3 separate regions of the Gossypium arboreum genome follow, and regions 2 and 3 are each linked to region 1. The links are chromatin contacts, called in public Hi-C maps. All regions are on one chromosome and are shown on one strand. Each heading gives the region's core, a stretch centred on a gene start, on an enhancer-like site or on the middle of the called end of the contact. The rest is flanking DNA. Distances are from core to core; before and after follow the strand shown. Region 1 holds the start of LOC108486963 (pentatricopeptide repeat-containing protein At1g79490, mitochondrial). Region 2 holds the start of LOC108489173 (WEB family protein At2g40480-like). Region 3 holds the start of LOC108486976.

The links. Hi-C and Micro-C count contacts between places; a contact is called where the count stands out from the background.
Region 2: a Hi-C map of leaf shows a contact between it and region 1, with 2.0 times the contacts expected there. The contact joins the promoter of LOC108489173 here to the promoter of LOC108486963 in region 1. A contact is called at or near these places in 2 of 5 Hi-C or Micro-C datasets (both in leaf).
Region 3: a contact with region 1 is called in a Hi-C map of leaf, with 5 times the contacts expected there. The contact joins the promoter of LOC108486976 here to the promoter of LOC108486963 in region 1. A contact is called at or near these places in 2 of 5 Hi-C or Micro-C datasets (both in leaf).

What each region holds. Positions count from the first base shown.
Region 1 is chr10:113,710,988-113,716,005 of ASM2569848v2, reverse strand. It overlaps LOC108486963 (pentatricopeptide repeat-containing protein At1g79490, mitochondrial), which reads left to right and starts at 2,306. Exons shown (of 1, transcript XM_017791131.2): 1 at 2,306-5,018. The coding sequence starts at 2,485. The coding sequence ends at 4,956.
Region 2 is chr10:113,964,578-113,969,595 of ASM2569848v2, reverse strand. It overlaps LOC108489173 (WEB family protein At2g40480-like), which reads left to right and starts at 2,276. Exons shown (of 2, transcript XM_017793505.2): 1 at 2,276-2,705; 2 at 2,988-4,622. The coding sequence starts at 2,439. The coding sequence ends at 4,412.
Region 3 is chr10:113,851,301-113,856,318 of ASM2569848v2, reverse strand. LOC108486976 reads right to left here and starts at 2,203. Exons shown (of 12, transcript XM_017791144.2): 1 at 1,928-2,203; 2 at 1,479-1,577; 3 at 1,080-1,250; 4 at 877-942; 5 at 116-181. The coding sequence starts at 2,008.

The DNA.
Region 1 (5,018 bases), core at 1,057-3,556:
GACCATAGTTGAAAGACACTATGGCATCATGTCAAAGATAAATAAGACCGTGGATGGGAGACGCTCTAGCATCTGTTGAATAATTGATATTCAGGTAATATGTATCAGATGACGAATGGTTATATGAAATAATTATGAAGATAGATAAACGAAATAAGTATAAGTACATGAAATATAATTTATGTTAAGTTTGATATAAGCTATTACCGAATAAATATACATAAAATATATGGAAATGATGGAGCATGAAATATTGATATAATGAAATGAATGATATATGCTTATGAAGAAACGGTAAGAGCATGATATGTTTCATGACATGTACATATATGATTATCTTTGATATGTTGATACAAGGAAATTATGTAATTGAGACTATTATTAAACTCAAGTGTGATATGTCGAGAAAATAGATATATCAGTGTTGAATTTATATGAGATATGTGCAAGTATACTAACAATGTTGCTGTTTGATGTTTATACAACTGTCAAACTGTTGATTGAATGGTAATATATTTATTTATATGATGCATTGAATCGGTAAGTATTTAAATTTTTTTAGTGATCTGTAAATGGTAGTAATGCTCCGAAACCCTGTTCTGGCAGCGAATACGGGTTAGGGGTGTTACAATTATCATGGAACATTTACCTAAACCATTATCATGGAACATTTACCTAACCCATTATCATGGAATATTTACCTAATCCATTATCATGGAACATTTACCTAACCCATTATCAATTTGTACCATGAATTATGGATATCAAGTGCTCATATTGTCTACAACAACATGATGGCTGGCCACTTCATGTAAAATGGGAGGTTTGTCATGCAAATCCTCCTATTTTGCACTCCTGTTTATTTGCCCACTTCAATTTAGCCTATAGCATTTTCAAACATTTTCACATAGGTTCTATTTCATAATTTCACCCCCTTTTTTCTTATGGAACAAAAATTAACTAAAATTGCCGGATTCTATCTTAAGCTTGGGCCTTCTAGAAGCCCACTAACATAATTAAACCTATGCCAACATTCACAGAATTCCCGAAAATTTAGGCGTTACAGTTAAATATTTATTAAAACTAATACATGTTATACTATGTATGGGTTCTATTAAAAACTGATACTTGCTATGTATGAGTTCTATTAGAAAAGATTAATTATGGAAAAGAGCATTTTTGAATTAATGTTACTTAGTTTTCTAGATTAAAATATAATTTTTTAAAATTTAATATTGTGTCTGCATTTTAGTGAAAATAATTGTTAAAAAATGATTTCAAGAAAATTTATTAAACAACGAAAATATTTTATATAGAATCATCTAAACACCAGAAAATAATAATTCTTTTTCCAGAAAATCAATTCACTTTCCAAAAATCATTTTCTGAGAGTTGCTTTTAGTGAAACAGCCGATGGCCGAACTATTTGAATTTTTAATCACTAGTTGTAAATGGTTAATTGAAAAATGACATGTTGGTTTTTAAAATTAGCATAATAACAACTTTAATCCTCCTACATTTAACCCACTATTGAAAGGAAAGTTTAATCAAGTTCAAGGAGTGGATAAGTTGAATGACTAGGGGACTCGAAAATTCAAACAGTGCCATGAAAATGAACTTGCATTATCGATCGCTAGAGTTGACATCAAACAATGAGTTTTGTTAGTAAATAGGAGCTACAATAGTACCGCCACCTCATCTCTTTACAATGTCGTCCCTACGTTTGGCCTAAAAGAAAAATGAAAAAGAACAGAAAAAAATAAAATGACCCAAATTTTATAAGATAGCCAATTCAATTCCTTGAAAATAAAAGTACACTCTTTGTCAATTTAACCTAATTTTAATTCTAACAACTTTAAAAAAATATTTTAGTTTACAAAGCTAACAAAAAAATAGTTAATTGGCATTGAAAGGTAGTAAGTTATCAACTATTTAAAGTATAAGAAAGCAATGTATTTGAAAGTTGTCTAGTTTAATAAAAAGGATTTTTTGTAAAATATTTTGTTTTTATTTTTAATTTACACATTGTGTTTTGAATTATATTTTCATATAAAATATAGGATAAAATTAGAGAATATGTAAATATTAAGAGCTAAATTTTAAAAATTAAGACTTAATGAAACAATATGTAAATATTTGTACAAATTTTAATAGTTGTCATGCTATCTTTCCATTAACCATTTAACGGTTGATGACAAAAAAAAAAATCAAATAATTGAGTGACTATTTTTGTATTTTTTTATATTTGGGTGAACAAAATAAAAACTTAATAATAGTTGGGTGACTGAATATGCAAGTTACCCTAAAAACAATGAGTAATTTGGCTATTTGCCACGTCAAATTACCGTAAAGGTTCCTCCATTGCCAATTCAGTAGGGTTTAAGGTTTTGGCCTCCCTTGGAGAGATTACCAACACAAGAGAATATCGTCTGGTAAGTATTTCTACATCTACCAAACCCTAGCATTTTCCTCCTAGTTATTTCAATGCTTCATACCTTGAGTCGTAAACTTTTCCCTAGAAATCTCTGTTTCATTCTCAAACTAAACCCTAACTCTTGCACTAGTTCTTCGGACCTGAATTCTAGCAGAAATGCACTCACTAAGTGCTCCAATAGCTTTAGTTTCTTCAACTCTTCAATGGGTATCAATCAAATTTCCCCCTTCCATACTCTTTATAAAACCCCCAATTTTATTGGAAACCCTAGAATTGTAAGAAGTTACTGTTCTGGTGAGTGGACTGAGGATATAGAGTACTTAGATGAGTCGGGGAGTGTTATATACTCTGGTAAAGGTATCCGGTCAGTCGAGCCGGGGCTTGACGATCATGTTATGGTGGGTGGGTTAAAGAAACCATTTTTGAATACCTCTGCAGTTGCTAAGATTGTTGAGGTTGTTAAGAGGTGGAAATGGGGACCAGAATTAGAGACCCAATTGGATAAACTACAGTTTACGCCTAATATGACTCATATTACTCAGGCCTTGAAGGTTGTCAAAGATAGCGATGCATCATTGAGTTTGTTTAGATGGGCTAAGCGACAATCTTGGTATGCCCCGAGTGATGAGTGTTATGACATGTTGTTTGATGGGTTAAATCAAAGTAGAGACTTTGATGCGATTCAATCATTGTTTGAGGAGTTGGTCCAAGATTCGAGTGGTAACGAGGTTTCATTATTTAGTGCATACAATCGGGTGATTCAGTTTCTGGCTAAAGCTGAGAAATTGGAGGTATCGTTTTGTTGTTTCAAGAAGGCTCAGGATTATGGTTGTAAAATCGACACTCAAACATACAACGACCTTATGATGTTATTTTTGAATAAAAGTTTGCCTTACAAGGCATTTGAGATATATGAGAGCATGCAAGCGGCAGGATGTTTGTTGGATGGGTCTACGTATGAGTTGATGATACCTAGCTTGGCAAAATCAGGCCGGCTTGATGCAGCTTCTAAGCTCTTTCAAGAGATGAAAGAAAGGAAGTTTCAGCCAGGCTTTAGTATCTTTGCATCACTTGTTGATTCAATGGGGAAAGCTGGGAGACTGGACACATCAATGAAAATCTACATGGAAATGCTGGGCTCTGGGCTTCGGCCATCTGCTACTATGTTTGTTTCATTGATCGACTCCTACACAAAGGCTGGGAAGCTAGATACTGCACTTCGGCTTTGGGAGGAGATGAAGGCAGCTGGTTTTAGGCCGAATTTTGGCTTATACACGATGATCATTGAGTCCCATGCAAAATCAGGAAAGCTTGATATTGCAACATCAATATTTAAAGAAATGGAGAAAGCTGGGTTTCTGCCCACTCCATCGACGTACTCATGTCTCTTAGAAATGCATGCAGCCTCTGGACAGGTAGATTCTGCGATGAAGCTCTATAACTCAATGATAAATGCAGGTTTACGGCCCGGATTGAGCACGTATACAGCTCTTTTGACCCTCTTGGCTAATAAGAAACTTGTGGATGTCGCAGCAAAAATCTTACTTGAAATGAAGTCCATGGGATATTCTATTGATGTTAGTGCTAGTGATGTTCTAATGGTTTATGTTAAAGATGGTTCCATTGAGCTCGCCTTGAGGTGGTTAAGTTTCATGGGTTCATCGGGGATTAGAACAAATAATTTCATAGTTAGGCAGTTGTTTGAATCATGCATGAAGAATGGTTTATATGACTCAGCAAAGCCTCTCCTTGAAAACTATGTGAACTCTGCTGCGAAGGTGGATCTGATTCTTTACACATCAATTCTTGCCTATTTGGTACGATGCCAGGAAGAACACAATGAGAGACATTTGATGGCAATCCTTGGTGCAACAAAACACAAAGCTCATGCCTTTATGTGTGGACTCTTTACTGGCCCAGAACAGAGAAAACAGCCAGTTTTATCGTTTGTGAGGGAGTTTTTTCAAGGTATTGATTACGAGTTGGAAGAAGGGGCTGCGAGGTACTTTGTTAATGTTCTCCTAAACTATCTTGTTCTGATGGGGCAGATAAACAGAGCTCGCTGTGTTTGGAAGGTTGCCTACGAGAATAAGCTTTTCCCGAAGGCAATAGTTTTCGATCAGCATATTGCTTGGTCACTTGACGTTAGAAATTTGTCGGTGGGAGCTGCTCTTATAGCTGTTGTGCACACCCTCCATAGATTTAGGAAAAGAATGTTGTATTATGGAGTGGTCCCGAGGCGTATCAAATTGGTTACAGGACCCACTCTGAAGATCGTGGTTGCACAGATGCTGAGCTCTGTAGAATCCCCATTTGAAGTTAGTAAGGTGGTTTTAAGGGCCACCGGAGACTCTGTTATGGAGTGGTTCAAAAAACCAATCGTTCAACAGTTTCTTTTGAATGAGATTCCATCAAGAGCTGACATCCTCATGCACAAGCTGAATATACTGTTTCCCAGTTCTGCACCTGAAATTAGGTCATTGACCCCACCTAAGCCACTCATTGCAGGGAAGGGAATTTAACCTTGTATGTAATGATAGTTGGGATTGAATAGAGGTACCTAACCGTGAAACATGATTGTATC
Region 2 (5,018 bases), core at 1,027-3,526, 250 kb before region 1:
GTACAAATGATTCCACCATCTATATCAGCACCAACACAGATTATCTTCAAATTTACGCGAACGTTGTCGTTTAGTTTTGAATGATTTTGATTAGACCTGGGCTTTCCTTACCAAACTGCAATTCCCAATATTCCTTTCCTTAAAACCGCAATCAACGGCCAAATGCAAATTCCGCATCTCATTTTACCATTGGCCCCAACTCAAAATCCTTCTCCGCCAACCAATTACCACTGAACACGTCACTAACACATCCCAACAAAAGAAAATCACTTTTCTCTCCCATGCGACATCATGATGGTCCTGATTTCTCATCATAATTGGATGCAATTACATTTACAACTGTTTATAATTCCACATCTAAATCTCCATTAATTCAAACCTCTCTTTTTCTCACCATCTTAAATGTTTTATACCATGAATCTTAACCCATTTTTATTTTTATTTTTATTTTATTTTTATTATAAAATTAAATATTTTATATTTAAAATATTTAAAAATAATTTAAATATTCTATATAGAAATATTTTTAAAACCCATAGAAAAGTTACTGATTATTTATTAGTTACTTTAAAATTTATTATTTTTAGAAATTTTTATAAAATAATTTTGAAATCATATCAAATAATATGAGAAACGAACCAAACTAAATTATAATGGATAAATTTGAAAATTTTAAAAAAACTTTACTAAACTAAACCAGTATCACCCTTAGCCCCACTAATCTCCTTTACTCTTGCCTCATTTGTTGACTACTAGTCATTTTTCCAATGTCAAGAGGCTTGCTCTATGACCTTTTCACCTGTTTGTTTTGTTTGGGACATGGTATCCACTCGAAGATGAAAATTAAATCATTTTTAGCTTCTTCACAATTGTTGTTTAAAATTAGTAATGAAAATTTAATTACCATAGAAGTGAGAAGTTAGAAAGTGACTTTTGCATCAAGATGACTTTGCTCACTTTGATCACCAAAGTTTTCAGCTCTGAGTCCTCCCTTACTTCCTCTTTATCAAATGATGGAGGTCTGATTACAATGAAGGATGCTTTTGCTCTGTCCAATTTGGGTTTTAGGATCACTAGCCTCTACAGCCTTTGTTTTGTCTTGTTAAGAATTTCAACCCTCGATTGTTTGTAATCTTCTTTCATGTATAAAAAATTTCATTTGAAAAAAAGTACATTAAATCCGTATCAATCTTTTTTACTTTTTTTATTAACTCATGCACGAGTTTAAAAATTATTTAAAATTATTTAAAATTTATATATGTTTTATAATTAAATTTAAAGAAGATTTTATTATTAAATAACAATTTGAGTTGAGTCTATCTCAAACTTGTAAAAAATTATTTATAATTAAATTCTTACCTATCCACATAATGGATATGTACAATTAATAGGCTTAAGTTACAATTTGACCCCTAAATATACTCATTTTTTTTCACTTTGGTATTTAATTTTTTTATCCTAATTTAATACTTAAAGTATTAATTTCTTATATTTTAGCCCATTTTGTAAGGATCGTTAACAAAAATCTATTAAACAACTTTGGCCAATGAAAAACACTATGACATCTTTTGACCAATAAAAATGCCATGTGACAATTAAGTTTATTTAAAATAAAATATAAAATTTAAATTAAAAATAAAAATATCATATTAAATATTTAAATATTAAATTGGCCGCCATGTGGTGCTATTAAAACATATCATGTATCTTTTTTATTTTTAATATTATATATTATATTGATTAAAATGTAAAAAATCAAATATAATATATATAATTTTTAAAAAAGTTAAAAATATTTTTCATAAAATTAAAAATATATAATTATATATTTGATTTTATAATTTTTCAAATTTTATATATTATTTTAATTTTTAAAACAATATAATTATATATTTTTGGATTTTATAAAATTTATTTTTATTTAAAAAATTATATATATTATATATGATTTTTTTACATTTTTAATGGATATCATATATATAATACCAAAAAAAAGGACACGTGGTGTGTTCTAATAACATCATGTGGCTGGTCAATGGTCGATCAATGCTGATCAACAGTCGATCAATCAAAGTCAAAATATTTTTAAATATTAAAACATTTAATATTACATTTTTATTTTTATTTTTATTTTTATTTTATTTTTATTTTAAATAAACCTAATTATTGATTTTTTAACCCATTACAAAATGGACCAAAATAGAATAAAATTAAGTACTAAAATAGAAAAATAAATATACTTTTAAGGACTTGAAATAAGCATAATTAATATGATACTACACCAATGTATCTTTTCTCTTTTTCGCCATTAAAGCTGAAATTACACACACCCTTTTTAAATTGAGACCTTTGTCTTTGCATTATACTCACAAGTTACATTGACATTTTCACATTTTATTTATTTACTCTCTACCTAAGCTTATTTGTGTGCCTATGCAATGGCAGTTGATCCTCAAAACTCCCCCATGGAAGGGTTCCCGGCTACACCTAAGATCCGGGAAGTGAGGCCTGAGTCCGGTTTTGAGAATTTCGGGTTTTGCACTGACCCCTGTCGTGTCCCGGGCGGTGAACCCAACCCGGGAATAAGAAGAGTGAGTTTGAGGGCTGAGATTGACACTTCACCTCCTTTCGGATCGGTTAAGGAGGCTGTGACCCGGTTTGGTGGCAACGGACATTGGGTGCCATTGAACAAGTTTGGAGAATATGTAAGTATTTTCAGCTTTTTTGGTTTGACTATATTTATATATTTATAATATAATGTAACAATAAAGGTATTCTTTGTTTTGTTGTGTAATTTGCATGCAGCCCCAAAATTCTTGGTTTAATATGTTATTTTCTACTTTAACTTGTATGTTCATAGATTCTGAGGAGAAAAAAAAACAACGGCAATCATCAAATTTCAACATGTTATCATCATTTTTTGTTTGCAAATTGCTTGTATTTATTCCTGTATGAATGTATAAAAAGGAATTTTGTTATGAACACAGCATGGAATTGAAGAGTTTGATTTAAAGAAAGTGGAGGAACAAGCAGCAGAATTGGAGAAAGATCTGATTGTGAAAGAATTAGAGACCCTTGATGTGCTTGAAGAACTGGGGACTACAAAAAAGATTGTTGAAGAGTTAAAGAGACAGCTGCAAAGTGAAGCTATGAAATGTATGAACAGTACTGGTCCAGGCTTGGATTCAGATGATATCAAAGAAATGAACAAGGAGTACTATGGACAGGTGAGAATTGGGTATTCGAAACCGTGCTCGATTTCATCTCCAGATTCGATCTTGATGGAGTTGAAGCAAGCTAAGTTGAACCTTGGTAAAACTATCAATGATCTTGGGGTGATTCAAGCTTCTGTTGAGCGTCTAAATAAGAAAATGAAGAAAGAAAAAAGTTTACTTGAAATGACCCATGAGAGACTAACTTATAAATTTGCAGGGTTGGCATTGAAGCCACAGGTTGGCAACAATGGCAATGTTGAGCATTCTTTGAATGTTCCAAAGGGTGCTTTTCACAAAAATGGCAAGCCTGAGCAGTTTAAGCAAATGGTTGATCCTACAATGAATGAAGTTCCAAGATCAATGCCATTGCCAGGGAATGAACATAACAAGCCTTGTATTAGAACTGCTGAAATGAGGTGGATTGCAGCTAAGAAGATGGAGGAAGCTGCCATGGCAGCAAAGGCCCTTGCTGTTATTGAAATGAAGGGTTTGTCAAGCAATGAGAACTCATCAGGATTTTCCTTGCCGGAACCAGAGCCGTCTCCTCGAACCCCGAAAGTCCAACGGGCAGAAGAGGTTTCTAGCAGGGAAGCAATTCATGCAATGAACAAATTGGCTGAAGCAAACATCTCCAAGCGTACAATCCTGAGGAAACTGGAGGAAGCTTCAGAGGAAGTTAAACATAGTAAAGAAGCATTGGAAGAGGCTCTTAATAGAGTGGAATTTGCAAACAGGAAGCAACTTGATGCTGAAGAGGCTCTTAGGAGAATGATTCCAGATCAAGAACAGAAAAAACAGGCCTTTTGCAATGCTAACAAGATCAACAATTTCCCTCTCCCTCATCCTCATCCTCATCAGCATCAGCATATTCCTCAATCTCCATTACATGATCTAAACAACCAAAACCCAACAGTGGATGATGGAGCAAATCCTGCTTTAAGGCCAACAGTTTCAATGGGAGATATCCTCAGCAGGAAACAAGTCCCTACTAAAGGCCAGACTGAAAGGCAAAAGGTAGCTTTGAGCCAAATGCTTCATGAACTAAGGGAAGAACATCTGGCATTTTCTCCAAAACCTGATCAAAAAGATGACCAAAAGCAGTATTTGAACCAGCGAAGAAAGTTTGGGTTTATCCACATATCTCTTCCATTGCCAAAGCAAAACAAGAAGAAACCACAAGCTGTAAACACAATGTGATACCATTTGGATGCATGGTAATTATTGAACAGTGGTAATTCTGTGTTCAAATATAGTAACATGTTTTATTCAGTTTGCCTCATTTGTTTGTGTTGTCTTCTGGGTGATCATTTCTGTTTTTTAAATGTTGTTGCTATCTATGGATATTTGTTTTGAAATCTCCCTGTGCTGTAAATGTGTTCTATAATTTGCAATAATGTATTATGCAAACAGCCCTGAGATATTTAATTGGGGGGGGGGGTAGAAATAGAATCTCTTGTTATATATTAGCTTTTGGAAATCTTTCTCTTGAATCTTCTTAAATAAAAGCTCAATTATGCTCGAGGGTGACTCGATTTCAGCTGACTCAATCAATGGAGTTACTCGAGTTTGAACTTAGCTAAACAACGACCAGTCATATAATTAGATCATAAGATTCAACTCTGTAACAGGAATCACAATCTTTTTTCCCCATATTAATATAGACAAACAAAATTAGATCATCAGATTGGCAACTTTGGACTTCTCTACAGCGGAAAAGATGGATCAAACTCTGTGTTTTTTTTTTAGCCATATAATGTTTAAAATGATGTCAGTTGCCCAAAGAATTGCTGATTCCACATTCAG
Region 3 (5,018 bases), core at 954-3,453, 140 kb before region 1:
AACTGAAGTGAAAATTTCCATTCCTTTACACATCAAAACCATTTACGGTGCCCTATCACATGATTAGAACCCCAATGACCACAGATCTAAAACACACAATTTAAGGATAACTTACCTGAGGCTCAAAAACAGGCTTCTCCAGCAATATCTTCTCAAAATGTGCACCAAGATCCTCACTATTCTGCAAAAGTGATTTTAAAAGGTTTGTAAGTAAAGATTTAAAAAATGGCATTCATTGGTGTTACAGTTCCTAAAAAGACCGTGCATTCCTCCTTTGAGGCCTTAATCATCATCTTAGAAAACCTGGTATGTGTTCTGATAATCTTTTTTAAAAGGTAAGTGAAGAACAATAAGTGATAACTTTTAAAGAAAAGCAAAAAGCTGTTTTCGAGGCTATGGCAACAACAGATACAACCTAACACCAAAAAGGAAATATCAAGTTTCAATCCCCACTTCCTAACTTGATTCATAAATACGCCAGCAAAAGTCGGGATAAATGGATGACACGAATTCATGACAATAAAAACAAAAGCTTAGACTAGAGTGTCAACATGACATCTGCATCAGCGGCTAGGCAAAATCTTGTTGATGAAATGTTAAAACAGAAGCTAAACTACAGGATAGACGAAACATCAAGAACAAAAATAGCAGAGATTGTCCCATGTGCTACCAGGCTGTGTTCAACTGACAAATCTATATTTCAGATTCCTTCATAAAGCCGCAAATAGCTTTTTCTACTTGTCTCCACAAAATAACACACTAGACAAAAGCTACCAAATGCAGGAAAACCAAATAATACCCAGAAAAAAGCTGTGACAAGAATCCATTAGGTATCCAACAAAATTATAAATTCAAAACAACAGAAAATGTCTCTACCTGGATATAATCCATCCATCGCATCACATGTGGCAATTTCTCCTTCTCTGGAGTTGAAAGGGCAATCTGACAACAAACAAGCAAAGGCTATCAATTTTTCGCAAAGGAATTGCAGTTAATTTTCTTCAACATAAGTTTAGCAGTTAGCACCAAGATACCCTCTCTTTGAAACACAAAGTGAGAGTATATACTGCAATACATACCACTGAACTATGTATGACTGAAAAAACAATAACATCGGCTTCTGAGGGTGTAAATCCATTGCCCAAAAGTACAGATTTTTTAGCCAAGTCAGTGTTTAATTCATTCAAACCACCATAGCATGCCTTAGAATCACCAGGAAAGCTGTCTGCAAAAGCTATCCACTTCATCACCTACAGTCAAGTTCAAACTTTTCATACTAGTAAACTTTTTTAGGAAGAGAAAATCACAGTGGAGAAACATGCAAGAGATCATTTTTCCAATTCATGCCAGTCACCTCAATTTTACCAATATACTTTTATAAAGAGAAATGACCTCAGGTTCTACTTCACTAACACTAACATAAGAGCTAGATTATACAAAGATGAATACTTTCATGAAAAAGGCTAATTACACATTACCTCATCGTTATTTTGCGGTGACTCCTTCCCTGATGACTTCAAAATGTTTATGTAAAGGGTCTTAATATCATTTCCAGGGACTTGACTTGAAAAAGCCTTCTGCAAAATAAAGTAGGAATTTATATCGCCATCAATATTGGCACATAATTAGGGAACCAGATAAACAAAGCACATCTCAATTGATTGCAAATGTAAGCAAAACTTAGCAAATTGCATGGTTATTACAAATTGAAATACATTAAGCATGTTTCCCTTCTTCTACACTTAATTGATAAGGAAATAATAACTGAATTGAAGTAAAACCCATTACATAAAAGTAAATCACTAAAAAATGAAAAACTTCCTTAAGTAAAAATGAAAGAGATTTTAGCTAAACAGATTAAAATAAACGACATGCAGGCAAGATAAAGGAAGTAAATTATAAAGATGGGTATTTCAATTTTACTCACAGGATCCAAAGAGAAGTGCTTGCAAAGAGATGATGCTATTCCTTGCTTCCTTTTGATATCACTGGTTCCATTGGTTGCCATGTCTGGGTTTTCTTCTCTTTTTCTCCCTTGAAGAGCTATTTAGACCAAGAAACAGACGTAGGGTTTTTGTGGTTTGATGAGCTTTTTCACTTCAGGAAAGCCAAAGTTCATTGAAGCTTGACAAAATATTGATTGGGCTAAGCCTGGTTCCTTGGTAGACTGGACCTCACTCCAGAGTTCTCACTTTGTAACCTTAACTAGTTTACAGATGATTTATGTTCTCCAGATGTTGGGCTGCTTTAAGGTTTCGGCCAATTCCTAGGCCATTCTTTAAGATTAGTTGAGGTGTAGTTTTCAAAAATTTGGAATTTAATTTTTTTTTAGATTTTAAAATTTAGTTTAATCTTAATTTTTTTATTAAATTTGTTGACGAATTTTAAAACTGTTCCAAACTTAAGACGGGGATTGAACGCTCGATCATTGACTAAAATAAAAATCTTTACCATCTCACCTAATTCTCATAGTTCAAACTTCTAAATATTTATCAACAAATATTTAATTGTATTAGTTGAAGTGTTATCTCAATCCAAATTATATACAACTATTAATCATATTTTTTTCATTTCATATTAATTTTAAATTAAAACACAAATCTACTAAATATTCACATTTTTAAAGCTGCAAAATTTTGGTGCATCACACTAATAATAAAGCTAGTATTATATAAACTAAGGTAAACTAGCAATTCAGAAAACAATACTACGAGAAGTATATAATTTTGACAAGTGTCTTGCTTGTTTGATTGATACGTTATACTTTTTATCATTATTAACATAATACGAGTCCAATTATTATTTTAAAATTTTATTAAAACAAAAATCCAAAACTGGTTTAAAAAATAAATATTTTTAAGTCATTATTAAATTAAAATTAAAAATGTGGTAAATACATATTTTAAAAGAAGTTGTAAAATTTAAAATTTTGGTAAATACATATTATGGTTATTAGAAAGATATTTCTTCTCCTTTCTTGTGTTCTTGTCATTTGACTTTGTTTCTCTGCTATTTTGCGTCGACGTGGTGAAATGTTGGCCCTTCAGCAGAGCTTCAGATGACGATAATGGTAAGAGTAAGATAAACAAACAAACAAAAAAACCATGAAATCTTTTCTTCCTCCCATAACACTCACCTGGTGGTCCGAACAGTTTCATCTTCTCAATTCTCAATTACCTAACACACAAAGCAGTAGCAGCTAACGGCGTGGAAAGAAATAAAGTTGCAAGACACACAACCCAAAAACCAACTTAATCTTCATCTTACAAGTAAACCAAAAAATTAAAATAAAAATATGTTTTTGGTCTAATTATAAAATTGTTCACATAAAAAGTCAAAAAAAAAAAAGGTCACGTGTTATTTAATGGATTAATGTATTACATTAATAAAATGGATTATTTTAACGATTGAACAATTATTTTAATTAAAATAATTAAATAAATTATATTTTAGATTAATTCACCCTATAATAAAATTAACAACAAAAGAAAGTAGAAAACAAAACACGCAAGAGAAGAGAGGTGTGTCGCTTTTGGGTAAGCAGAATAATTTTTTGGGGGGGCCGAATGAAATTTTAATTTTTTATAGTCTATATATTTATAATTTTTAAAGGATTAAATTAAATTTTTATAATTTTAGGGGGGCCAAAGTGTAATTTTACCTTTACTAATTTAAAAATTTAAAAAAATCTAAAGGGCCTCAATGAAAATTTTCCATTTTAGGGGGGTCGGGGCCCATGCCTGCCCCCTGGTTTCGCCCTTGGTCGTTTTACTACCTGGCTTTATTTGCTACTAGAGATAACTTACTTCCTACATCAAAAGAGGTGTGTCGTTTCAAACTGAATTATCAAAATTATCGAAAGGCTGTTATTTTAGTAAAGTGATAAAAAATTAATTAATATAATCATACTTATCTTTTATATAAAATCTAGAAATATATTTATATATATGATGGGATTTAGATTCAAAACATCACATATTAACTCTCCCGATTTTACTATTTTAATTAAAATAATATTTTATTTTATGTTAATTCTTAACAAATATATTAAATAATTATTTTTATCTACGTGAATATACTATAATATAGAATTTTGTAAATAAATTGGGGTTGGATTTCTCATTAGATATTTAAATCATAATAATAATAATAATAAATAACAAAGAATAAGAGTCGAGAAAGCAAAAGGGTGTAAAATAGAGTTAAAGAGAGAGCAGCCATACCCATGAAAACAACAGCTCAATAAACATTATTCTATGGGTTGAAATATGGGTAGTGTTGCAGAAGTAGCAGATTCCCTCTGTTTTGCATAAATTCCAATCTTAATTTGGTCAACCCCCCATATCTGCACTTCAGGACAAGATAGAGAAATGGACAAACCAAAGCAGCCCAATTCCATCCCCTCACCTTCCTCACTGCTCTCCAAACCAATGTTATTTGAAGTACATTGAGCCCATAACCAGATTAAAAATATTAAGAATTAGTTTGAAAAATAATTTTAAATTAATTAAATTAAAAATCGATATAAGTTAATTAAACCAATTCGACGATTGAACTATAATTTTAAAATTTTTAACTTTTTAATTAAACTAATTAAACCACCTAATCAATTTAAAAAAGATTAGATTAAATTATAGATTGTTATATCAGCGCTTGGACCCATGCAATACTATAAATCAAAAAGAAATATTTTTAAGAAGATAGTGAAGAAGATTACATGGCAATGAGAGAGATGTTTAATATACATGATGTGACTATAGGATAAAAACATAAATTTTAAAAATTATTTTATTTAATTATAATATATATTTTATATTTTATTTTATTAAACTATTTATAGCTTTTTACAAAATGTTGATTTTTTATATTATTTATTTTATATAATTATTCTTCTTTTATATTTTTTAAATTTATAAAATTCCATTAACTTAATTTGTTCTAAATAAATTATTTATTCAAACAAAGTAATACAAATCCTAGTATTTTGAATTGATGAATTTTAAAATGTTAGCATTTTA